Regions from separate parts of the Anser cygnoides genome. Here regions 1 and 3 are each linked to region 2. The links are chromatin contacts, called in public Hi-C maps. All regions are on one chromosome and are shown on one strand. Each heading gives the region's core, a stretch centred on a gene start, on an enhancer-like site or on the middle of the called end of the contact. The rest is flanking DNA. Distances are from core to core; before and after follow the strand shown. Region 1 holds the start of BFAR (bifunctional apoptosis regulator). Region 2 holds the start of LITAF (lipopolysaccharide induced TNF factor). Region 3 holds the start of ZC3H7A (zinc finger CCCH-type containing 7A).

Region 1 (3,276 bases), core at 466-2,965, 180 kb after region 2:
GTGTCTACAGAAACTGTGTCCACAGTTCAGGGTGGTGGGATAAACCAGAATGTCATAACAGCAATGGCAATGGAACTCACTAACTGATATTCGCCGACTGATTTCAGGGGTAGCATGTGCTTTAACTTCTGCCCTCTCAGGTTCACCTTGTGAAGTCTCATCTTCTTCCATTTTCTTTTATACCTTATGCAAACCAAAAGCTCTCTCAGATCTTCAAATCTGGTACAGCATTACTTCTGCAAAGCAACAAGACAAGTCTCAATAAGAAAAGAAAGTTACTAAATATGTTTAGAATTGCAAGTTTATTTTATCATCGTAACATCTGTCACTCTGATGGTTTTAAACTTTTTAACTAACTTAACTCTTCCCAAAATGACACATGATCTACTTTTTCAAAAAATATGTATTTATTGCAAACTACAATCAAAATCAGACTCTAGATGTAAAGTGTTGAGCTCAGTCTCCCTGTATGTTTTTTTCCAGTGTTAGGTAGCACATGAAAGTGAAACCAAAAACCTCACCAATTCTCCGATTCAGACGCCCATCTTATTTTGGCCAATCAATCAAAAGAAACATCATTAGAAAATACCAGGAGAGAATAAAAAAATAAAACCAACACCAGAATACATGCAACATTTTGATCTAATTTACTCTGGCACTATTCTTTACAAGTATATGGAATAAAATTTAACAAAGACCAATGCTAGGCAATGTAAAAACCCCCAGTTCATGAAGTCACAAGCCTCAAAATTATAAGGGATTGTTCTGTTTGCCATCTCAGTGAAGGACTGAGCTCTGTATTAACTTCTTTACTAGTAATTACCCATTGCTGGTATTTCTGAAAATGCAGAGCTGAGAAAAGTGTAAGATTTCCACATTTTTTCCAGTGTAAGTTTCCCCCCCAGCTTGCCAAAAATATCATCCTATTTATGTTCCTACTACACTCTGTCAACTGGTCGTATCTAGTTTCTTAGGACACACATTGATCCAGATGACTTATCATTACATGTTAGAAAGGACCAAGGGCTGAAGGATTTTCCCCTCAGGCATTAACAAACTTATATACGCTTATGCTCTCCCCCATCTGACTGCTGCTCACTACCGGGTTACCATCTTTCCATCCAGACTAGACCCAACACAAGAAGTAAGCATGCAAGTTTGTAAGAAAAAAGAATAATGAAGCCCGACAAGCAGTACAGCGCTACATACCGATAGCGCAGCCAGGCTCCCGAGAGCGCTCACCACCACTTCTCTTCCCAGCCAAGCACAAGCTGTCGGCTTGCTACGTAAAGCAAGCGACACATCACTTCCAAGAGGAAGAAACCAAACCAAGCTTTTGCGTCTGAAAACGTCCTCCTCCTCCTTTTCTAAAAGGGAGAGGCAGCGGGGTTCTCCGCAGACCCACCTCACCTCAGCACCCGGCAGGAGCCCCAGAGCTTCCCCGGCGTCTTCCCCGCTACCCGCCCACTCCCTACCGCCTCGGCGCTGCCACCTCAGCCGAGGCCCGGGCCCAGGTCGACCTTCTGTTCCTCCCGCCCCGGAGCGGCGCCAGGCGGGGCGGACACGCCTCAAGCCCGCCTTCCCTTCACCGGGTACGAGCCGCGCCGCTAACCCCGGCCCCCTCAGAGCTCGCAGCACCCTCAGGGCGCGGCCGGCTCCGCTACCCAGCGCTCCTCGTCAGGCCCAGGCCCGGCCCGACTCGTGTCGTTTTAAGCCCCGCGCTGCGCCATGCTAGGGCACCGCTACGCGGTCTTAACGCGCTCCTACACTCGTGAGTCGGGCTGCGTTTGCTGAACGCACGTTTGCACGCTCATCTTCCTTCACGGAAACGTGGTCCGAGGTTTATTTTACAAGTTGAGATCTAGAGGGCTAATTGCAGAGGTCAATTAGGCTTCTAGAGGCTTGTTCAACAGCAGCGCTAATGCATACTGCAGTGAGTTGGCTCACACGGGCTATTTTTACTACATTTGAGAGTATTTCTCTATATAACACACGTTCACAAATATTTATATCAGTCTCTGTTCCCTTACTGTATTTCGTTTTGACTAGAGTCCAAAACAAATTGATTTTTTAAGTAGGGTTGAAATGTATTTTTCACTGTGTGATATGAAGTAACATTTTCATAAAGATTTTGTTCATGTTCAGCTTGGCACAACCTACAAATCCAGTTCAAATGACATCTGAGGTACCCAAACCAGATATCGAACATTACCACTAGTTCAGCCTATTTCAATAATGAAAGTAATAGTCTCTCATTGCTTCCTCTCCCGTATTATCCAGGTGTCTCCAGAGGCCAATTGTTCCTGTGCTGACACATGCACAGTCCTATTTTTGTTTGCTCTAGAACTATTCTAATCTGATTTCTTCCGGGACAGAAAAACACACAGATGAGAAGTTCATAACTCTTTGAGCAACAATCCAATACTTGTATACCACACTTGCATATTTATTTGGTTTACTTACCAGTTATTGCTTCTTCACATGCAAGTGGAGTTCCATTAGCAATATTGCAGCTATTATTGCTTGGATCTGTTTCTGATTAAAAAAGGAGCATCCAATTCTGACCTTCTTTAAAGTGATATATTAAAGGTACTAAACAAATTTCCATTGACATGGAATAAGTAGGCATATATGTTCAAGCATACACACCATTGCTAGATTTTTTAAACACAATTTTAGTTACAATGGTTCAGGGATCATAGGAATGATTTTGGACTCCAAAGCAGATTTCAGCTTTAGTCAAATAAAAATGAAGAATTCCACTATCAGCACAGAGTAAATGGTAAGTCTGTACCAGCTAACTTCCAATGCTTCATAGCAAAAAAAAGCAATGTAACCTTGTAATTAGCTGTTTGCCCTGCTCTCTCTCAAGATTACTCAGTCATTTGGAAAGCAGCCAATCTTTTCCTATGTCATTAAAAAATGGGAGCTTTGAGGAACTAAGATTACAAGCTATATTTTCATAAGTGCAGTTGCTTTAATGTATACATGGAAAAAAAATCAGGTAGGTACTTATTTCATTTTGTAAATATGTTATCTTCTGAAACTAAACAGAAGTGAAGATGTATGCCTCTGAAACATTAAGGACAATTACACAATAATTGATATTAAAACTTGAATAAATATCATAAGAATTATAAATTCTTTTTAACACCTAATAGCATTTCCTTTTTATTGCAATAAACTTTGTATAGGAAAACAGTTAAGAGGAGAATGTTCCAAAAGTGGATCAAAGAACAAGCAGCCTAGGCTGTCAACAGTCATGCAGAATTTCAT
Region 2 (3,441 bases), core at 910-3,409:
TGACTAAACTCTAAGTTTTAGTAGTACTGTATATTTGACAACTGTATTTTTAAAAACCACTGACCTTCTGTTTTCTTTAGAAAAAAGAAAAAAAATGTTTCCCCTTCTTAGTAAGCTACAGATCTGAATGCTGATCAACTGCCCCCAGTCACAGTTCCTGCTGCGTGGCAGATGCTGCACAACTGAAGACAATCCCCATCTCTGCTTTCCTGAGGAAACAAGGTCGAAGAAATCAACGCCTTTTAATAGATTTCAAAATGCTCATGACCATAATTTCTAGCACAAATTCTTCTAAGTCTCAGTACTTATGGTCAATACTTATTTTCAAATGACGTTGCATTTTTCAGTTCTTACCACTGACTAATTTGGGGCAGGTGGTTCTATTTAAAAATGATATCTATCCTTTTTTGCTTCCCTCCACCCTACAAGACAGAAGCAAACAGGTTCCAGGTCTTAACAGCAGCATCCCTGGAACAATGACGTCTCCTATGCCTTCCTTTTCTTCTTCTCCCCCCCCCCCTTTTTTTTTAATTAACTAAGGAGGACATTTCAATTCTGAGGCACAGATAACTATCAAGTACTAAAACAAACAGTGTAAAAATAAAACCAAGTATCAGTCCCATTAATACATCTATCTAATTTCTAATGGAAATTAGAATAGAATTTCTATTTCTAATGGAAATTCTTTAAAAAAGAACAAGATGACATCAGGACTAAAAGACAATCTCATCAAAAGATTAATCACTGTGGATGCAACCACAACTTCAGCTTGTCAACAGAATTTTGCTGATGTCCCTCTTGCTCTAAACGTCAACCCTAAAGAAATATTTGAACTATTACTTCATACGCCCAGCGCAAACATGTGTCTTGCAATCCAGCTTGAAGATTAGCCTGGGGACAAGAGAAAGAGAAGGTAATAACCCACCTCTCTACTTAGCGTAAAGACACCGAAAATAAAGGCTTATGAAAACAGATTTCCTAACCCAGCCTGGCCAAGTAAATACACTGTTATCCTTCCCTTATTCTTTAGCTAAGATTTGGCAGGATTAATCTGTTTGCACTATTCCTCCTCAGTTCCCATTGCTAGAAACCCCAGGCTGCTCTCCAACACCATGACTAATTACAGGGGCTCTGTCACAGCGGCGCTGAAGACAGCTGCTGATCAACAGCACCCGGAACAAAAGGCAGATTGACAGCTAATCTTTTTTTTAAACAATCAGGCAGGATATACAGGTTTATGGGAGCACTCGGGATTTTTGCAGCACGCAGCAGCAAGCTGTAGCACAGCACTTGCTGGGGCCACCATCTTGGTTACCTGAACTCCAGACAACAGCTTCCTAACTCACCAACCTGCTGAGAAACAGCGCGTTAAAGTCACGCAGATTTCTTAGATGTTTGTGAAAGAATAAAACTCTGTTATACTTTAAGGGGAAAAAACAAACAAACAAAAAGTTCAATACATTATTGTTTCAGTAAGACAACCAGTGCCATTGGAGTCACACTGGATTTACCAACAAAACACTAGCAAATAAAACACTAAGAGACCAGAAATCGCATTAGGCATCCCGTGGTCCTGAGAAGAGGAGGCTACACACTTCAGGTTTGGTAAGGCAGAAAGTAAACACGGCCACGCACCCGGCGAGGCGGCGGGGGCAGCGCCAGCGCCACAGGGAGCTGAGCTGAGCTGAGCTGCGCCGCGCCCTCAGGGGAGCGGCCCTGACAGAGAGACGCCCGGTGCCGTCCCTTCTTCCCTTTCTTTCCCTTCCCTTCTTCCTTTCCCTTCTTCTCTTCCTCTCCCTGCCCACAGCTTCGGTGACCACCGACGGCTTCCTCCGAGGGGCCCGGCGCTTTCCCGCCCGTCCCGGCTCCAGAGGCGCCCGCGCAGCCCCGGATCCCCCCGGCCCGTCCCTTACCGCTCCGCAGCTGTCGCCGCCTGCCCTCCCCGCCGCCCGGCTGGAGCCGCCGTCCCGTCCCGTCCCGTCTCTTTCTCCTCCCCTTCCCCGAGGCTGCACGAATCACGCACCTTGCCCCGGACACCCCCGGCCCCGGGACCGGCCGCCCCCGCTCCGCCTCTCCGGCACCTGGCAGCGGGGCGAGAGGAGAAGGAAAACGAAATGCAAAAAAAAAAGCCTCAGGAAACACGAAAAGTTCGACGCACGACGCCGGGAGTGGAGGCTGCCTCCTCAGAGAAACGTCCCGCTGGAAGGTCTTGCCCAGGGGCTACGCGCAGGTTCCCAGATTCACAGGGATCCTCAGCTTCCCAGTAATCAGCATTGCCAGACTGCCTGTTTCCTAGCACAGGAGGAAAAAATAAATCCTTCCTCTAATTCCTTGATATGCCTGTGTTACCAGGATCATCTCTTTCAGCCAGTGCTGCATGTGACAAAACTGAAAGAAAATTATTAAAGAAACCTCCCAACAGATCCAGTGTCGTTAACTGGGGCTCTTAGAACCAATTAATTGGATTCAGCCTTTGGAAGCTACAGAGGTTGTTGTTCCTTCATCCATCCAACCCAACAGTTCAAAAATATGTGCCAAGGTAAGACAGAAACCATTACTGGCCAGATCGCTGAAAGGGATTCACCAAGGGCTGCTTCTGCTTCACCACTGCAGTTTAAATGAGCCAGTTGGCAAGATTTGTTATTTAAGTGCTTCAATCTGCTTTGGACTGGAAGGAGTCACCAACCCCCCAGGGCTCAGCAGGGACTCTATGGTAGGCCTTTTGGCTGAAAGTATCTAAAATCTGTTAAAGTCTTAGTTTTGTGCTTAAAACCTTTCTTGGCCCTTGCCCTAAGTAACACGTATATTCAATTCAAGTCCATCCCAGGGCCAGGATTCAGGTTTCATAGGACAAAAGGTGCACTCGCTCCAAGTGACGAGAAGCCCAAGAGTCAACTCTGCGGTCAGAGGGATCTACCGTATTGCCTACAGGTATGTGTATGCAGGGTTTTGATCAGATAGTGAAGTACAAGGGCTCTGCTAGCATGAATACTCCTCACCCCTGATTCTGTTAAAAAAAAAAAAAAGTGGTGGGTTTTGCTTTTGTTTTGATTCGGCAGCAGTCAGTCCTTCCTGCTTGTTAGCGTTTGACCCCGAGGATAGAACACGACTTAGATGTGAGTAACTTTTCATCATTGTCAAGAAATCACATTATAGGTCATGATATTTATCTCAGAAGCAGGATATGTGTAATTTCTGCCTTGGTGCCCTGGCTTTGTTAAAACTGGAGTAATTGTGCTCTTTGTAACTGAATTTCCTTTGCCAGGTGGATGTGAGCAGCTTAGAAGCCACAGCAGAGAGAAGCCAGGACTAAACGCATCTCCTGGGGTGCAATAAGGCATGAGCCTCATCTGAAAGCCTTCTTACTGCCAGTGCTATATTTTTTGCTTACATCTCATCACAGGCTGCCTCATGCTACAGCTTTTACCCCTCTCTGCAGAC
Region 3 (3,217 bases), core at 134-2,633, 140 kb after region 2:
TGAAGCCTGTTTCTGCCACAACCCCTGGCACCTCTGAGCAGGGCAATGAGCACAGCGTGTTTGGGTGCTGGGATCCAAACAGAGCTGCAAATGCACAACTCCACAGCCGGGGGCACATACCGTACCCTACCTGCTTCCCAGCGAGACAGAGGCAAAACCACCTCGGCAGGGGCCAGGCTGGACATCGGGCACCTGCCCCAGGGGGATGAACCCGGCCCAACACAGGCTGCTCGAAGCCACCCCGTCGCTCATCCCGCCGCCCGGCTGTTTAACCGGCTCACTGCAGATCACCACAAAGCGCAGCCCCTTCCCGAGAGCCTGAACCGCTCAGCGCGCTCGGGTTGGCACCCCGGTGAGGAAGGGGAAGCCGCGAGCTTGACACAAAGCGCTTTCAGAAGGATCTTCCTGGGGCAGCGCAGGCACAGAAGAGCTCGGCGCCTCGGCCACGCACCGCCGGGCGCTGCCCCGGGCAGCTCAGGGTAACGGGCAGAGGAAGGAGGGGGAGCAGCGCAGAACAGGCAGCTTTTGTTACTTCTGGGCCCCCGCTCCGCAGGTACCAGCGCCACGCGGCCAGCTCCCCCGGTGGAGGCACCCCTGACACGCGGCTCAGCCTCGGGCTCGCTTTCTTCCCGCAGGAGCAGCCCCAGCCCCACGGCACCGCCCCCGTAACGCGAACGGAGCGGAGCGCGCCGCAGGCTGCCCCCGGGCTCGCCCCACGTTACTCCCGCGGGTACCTCCCCGCAGCCCCACACCCGGTACCCCCGCGGCACCGCCCGCCCGCCGTGCCCGCCGCGCCTTCCCGAGCCGCCGGAGCCCCGCGGGCGAACAAAGGAGCGGCGTAACGCCGCCTCACTCCCCCGGCGGCCGGACAGCGGGCCGGGGCCGCGCGTTACGCTCCGCGCACGAATCGCGCCGAGCACCGGACCCAGCCCGGGACCGGGGCAGCCGCAGCCCCTCCACAGGCCGGGACGCGCGGGCACCGGGCCCAGCCCCACCGAGCGGCCGAGCCCCACGGGGCTGCCCCTGCCCCTGCCCCTGCCCCTGCCCCTACCCCTACCCCTACCCCTACCCCTACCCCTACCCCCCCCCCGCCGCCTGCCCGCGCCCCGCTACCCCCGCGGGCCTAGCGCCCCCCGCTCCCCACACGGGCGCACCAGCCCGAGCGTCCCCCCGCCGCCTTTGTTACCCGCGGACAAGGAGCCGCGCAGCCGGGCCCAGCCCGTGCCGTCCCCCCCCCCCCCACCCTACCCTACCTGTGGCTGCCCGCGGCCCCCACGGCGGCGACAACGGTGGCTCCACCTCCCCCGGCCCGGCCCGGCCCCGCCGCCCGCGCAAGCGCCCCCTGCCGCCCGGAGGCCGCCGATTGGCCGCAGCGCCCAGCGCCGCCCGCTCCCCCATTGGCTCGCCGCCCTTGTTTGGGAAACCCACCCTCCTGATTGGTGGCGGCGCGGGGGGGGGGCTTTGGCGCTGATTGGCTGGGTGCTGGGAAGCCCCGCCTCTTTTTTTCCGCCGCGCGCAGCTCGCCCCGCCGCGCTGCCGCCAGGGCCTGCCGGGGGGGGGCGGTGCCTTTAAGGCCTTCGGTCGGCTATCGCGGAAGTAGCGTGACGTACAGCGTGACGTAGCAGCCTACCGGCGGTGCCTCACGGGAGTGCTGGCCGACGGCGACGTCACCCCCCCGCTGCGGCCCGGGGGGCGCTGGGCGCTTCCTCTGCGCATGCTCGGGTGGGGGCGCCTGAGGGAGCTGAGCTCTGGGGGATCCTTGAGGGGACGGCGGCCTGAGGGAGCGGCCCGTGTTTATGGAAACTTTTTTTATTTCTTTTTTGCCGAATAATAAAATCCGAGTGAACCGAGCCGTTGCGTTGTCGTTCCTCGCGAGTGCTCACCGCTTCCACCTTGGGACCTGACGGGGGGCCGGGGCTCCGCGTGCGTGTCCCAGTACCGGGAGGCTGTGGGGCCCCTCGCCGGGGCGTCCCCGCTGACGCCGGGTGCCGAAGGGCGCACCGGTGCCGGCAGGTATCCGTGCGGTAGAGCCCTGCAGAGCAAAACGTCCCGGGCCTTCCCCTAGTGCACGGGGCGGTGGTGCCTCAGGCGCAGTCAGGCCCCTGGCAGATGCCCTCGGCTCGGCAGCGTCAATCAGCTCTGCTCTAATTACTGCCGGGAGGCTGAGCATAAATTGCTGAGCGTTGCTTTGAGGCCTTTCTAAGCCGCGGTAGCTGAATCGCCTCCGGATAACCTGGCTGATGTGAGCTTGTGATTCAAGGTTAACCTGATGCAAGGTTGCGATTCCTGAAACTAAGCATGAGAATTTAATTGCAGCAGTTAGCCATGAAAGAGTTAAGTATATAAGATGAAATTTAAAAGCCCTCTAAAACTGAACACAAAATCGGGTTGTTGTTCACTGCAGAAGCTAAAGGATGGTGAGAGGCGGGAAAAAAGCATGCCCAGGACAACAGTTGTTGTACTCACGGATCATAAACTACGAGCTGGACCATGAAGATGGTAAGACGGCTTAGACAATCCCACGTTATAACTGTGTGAACACTGAGCAGCTTCAAGCAATACAATCGCTCTCATCCAGAACAACAAACCAAAGCTCAGGTAAAATCTTTCAGCTGATAGAAGCACGTTAAAAATATTGGTCCTAGCCGTTAATCCTTTCAATGTATGGGTATTGCATAAATCATGATGTACACACCACTCACCACTAAAAGATGCCTTGCTGTGAATTCCACCTATGGGCTGACCAATTTGGGAGAGTTTCAGGTGTAGGATGGACTGCAGAAGTGAGGCTGAAAATTGCGTGTGATGACATTAAAGTACAGAAAACGCTGTAAGAGCACCCTATGTATCAAACACTTAGGAAGCAAAGCAGATTTTGTGCTAGAATTATGATGTTGTTGAACTACTTTATTTATTTATTTATTTATTTATTACAAACAAATTGTACCCTATAAAGCAGCTCCAGCAGCATAGCAGTGGCACTCTGGGAGAGCGGGAGCTTTGGAGTCGTGGTTTCGTGTTATGTACCAGGTGTGCAAAATAACAGGAGTATATGGCAAGGCATTGACCCAAAACCAAGTTTTTGAGGAAATAATATATTTTGCTTTTATATAAACTGAAAGTATATAACATAATTATTTTCATTTGTTTAAATTGATTTTATGGTATAGTAACTCAGAGGAATAGAATAGTAGTTATACTTCAACCATCTTGAACT

The links. Hi-C and Micro-C count contacts between places; a contact is called where the count stands out from the background.
Region 1: a contact with region 2 is called in a Hi-C map of liver, with 2.6 times the contacts expected there. The contact joins the promoter of BFAR here to the promoter of LITAF in region 2. A contact is called at or near these places in 2 of 7 Hi-C or Micro-C datasets (both in liver).
Region 3: a contact with region 2 is called in a Hi-C map of liver, with 5 times the contacts expected there. The contact joins the promoter of ZC3H7A here to the promoter of LITAF in region 2. A contact is called at or near these places in 2 of 7 Hi-C or Micro-C datasets (both in liver).

Annotation. Positions count from the first base shown.
Region 1 is chr15:18,046,700-18,049,975 of Taihu_goose_T2T_genome, forward strand. BFAR (bifunctional apoptosis regulator) reads right to left here and starts at 1,716. Exons shown (of 8, transcript XM_013189502.3): 1 at 1,493-1,716; 2 at 1-236. The coding sequence starts at 171.
Region 2 is chr15:17,863,451-17,866,891 of Taihu_goose_T2T_genome, forward strand. LITAF (lipopolysaccharide induced TNF factor) reads right to left here and starts at 2,160. Exons shown (of 5, transcript XM_048053758.2): 1 at 2,024-2,160.
Region 3 is chr15:18,006,593-18,009,809 of Taihu_goose_T2T_genome, forward strand. ZC3H7A (zinc finger CCCH-type containing 7A) reads right to left here and starts at 1,384. Exons shown (of 23, transcript XM_048052257.2): 1 at 1,254-1,384. It overlaps PLA2G10 (phospholipase A2 group X), which reads left to right and starts at 13. Exons shown (of 8, transcript XM_066977981.1): 1 at 13-553; 2 at 2,405-2,598.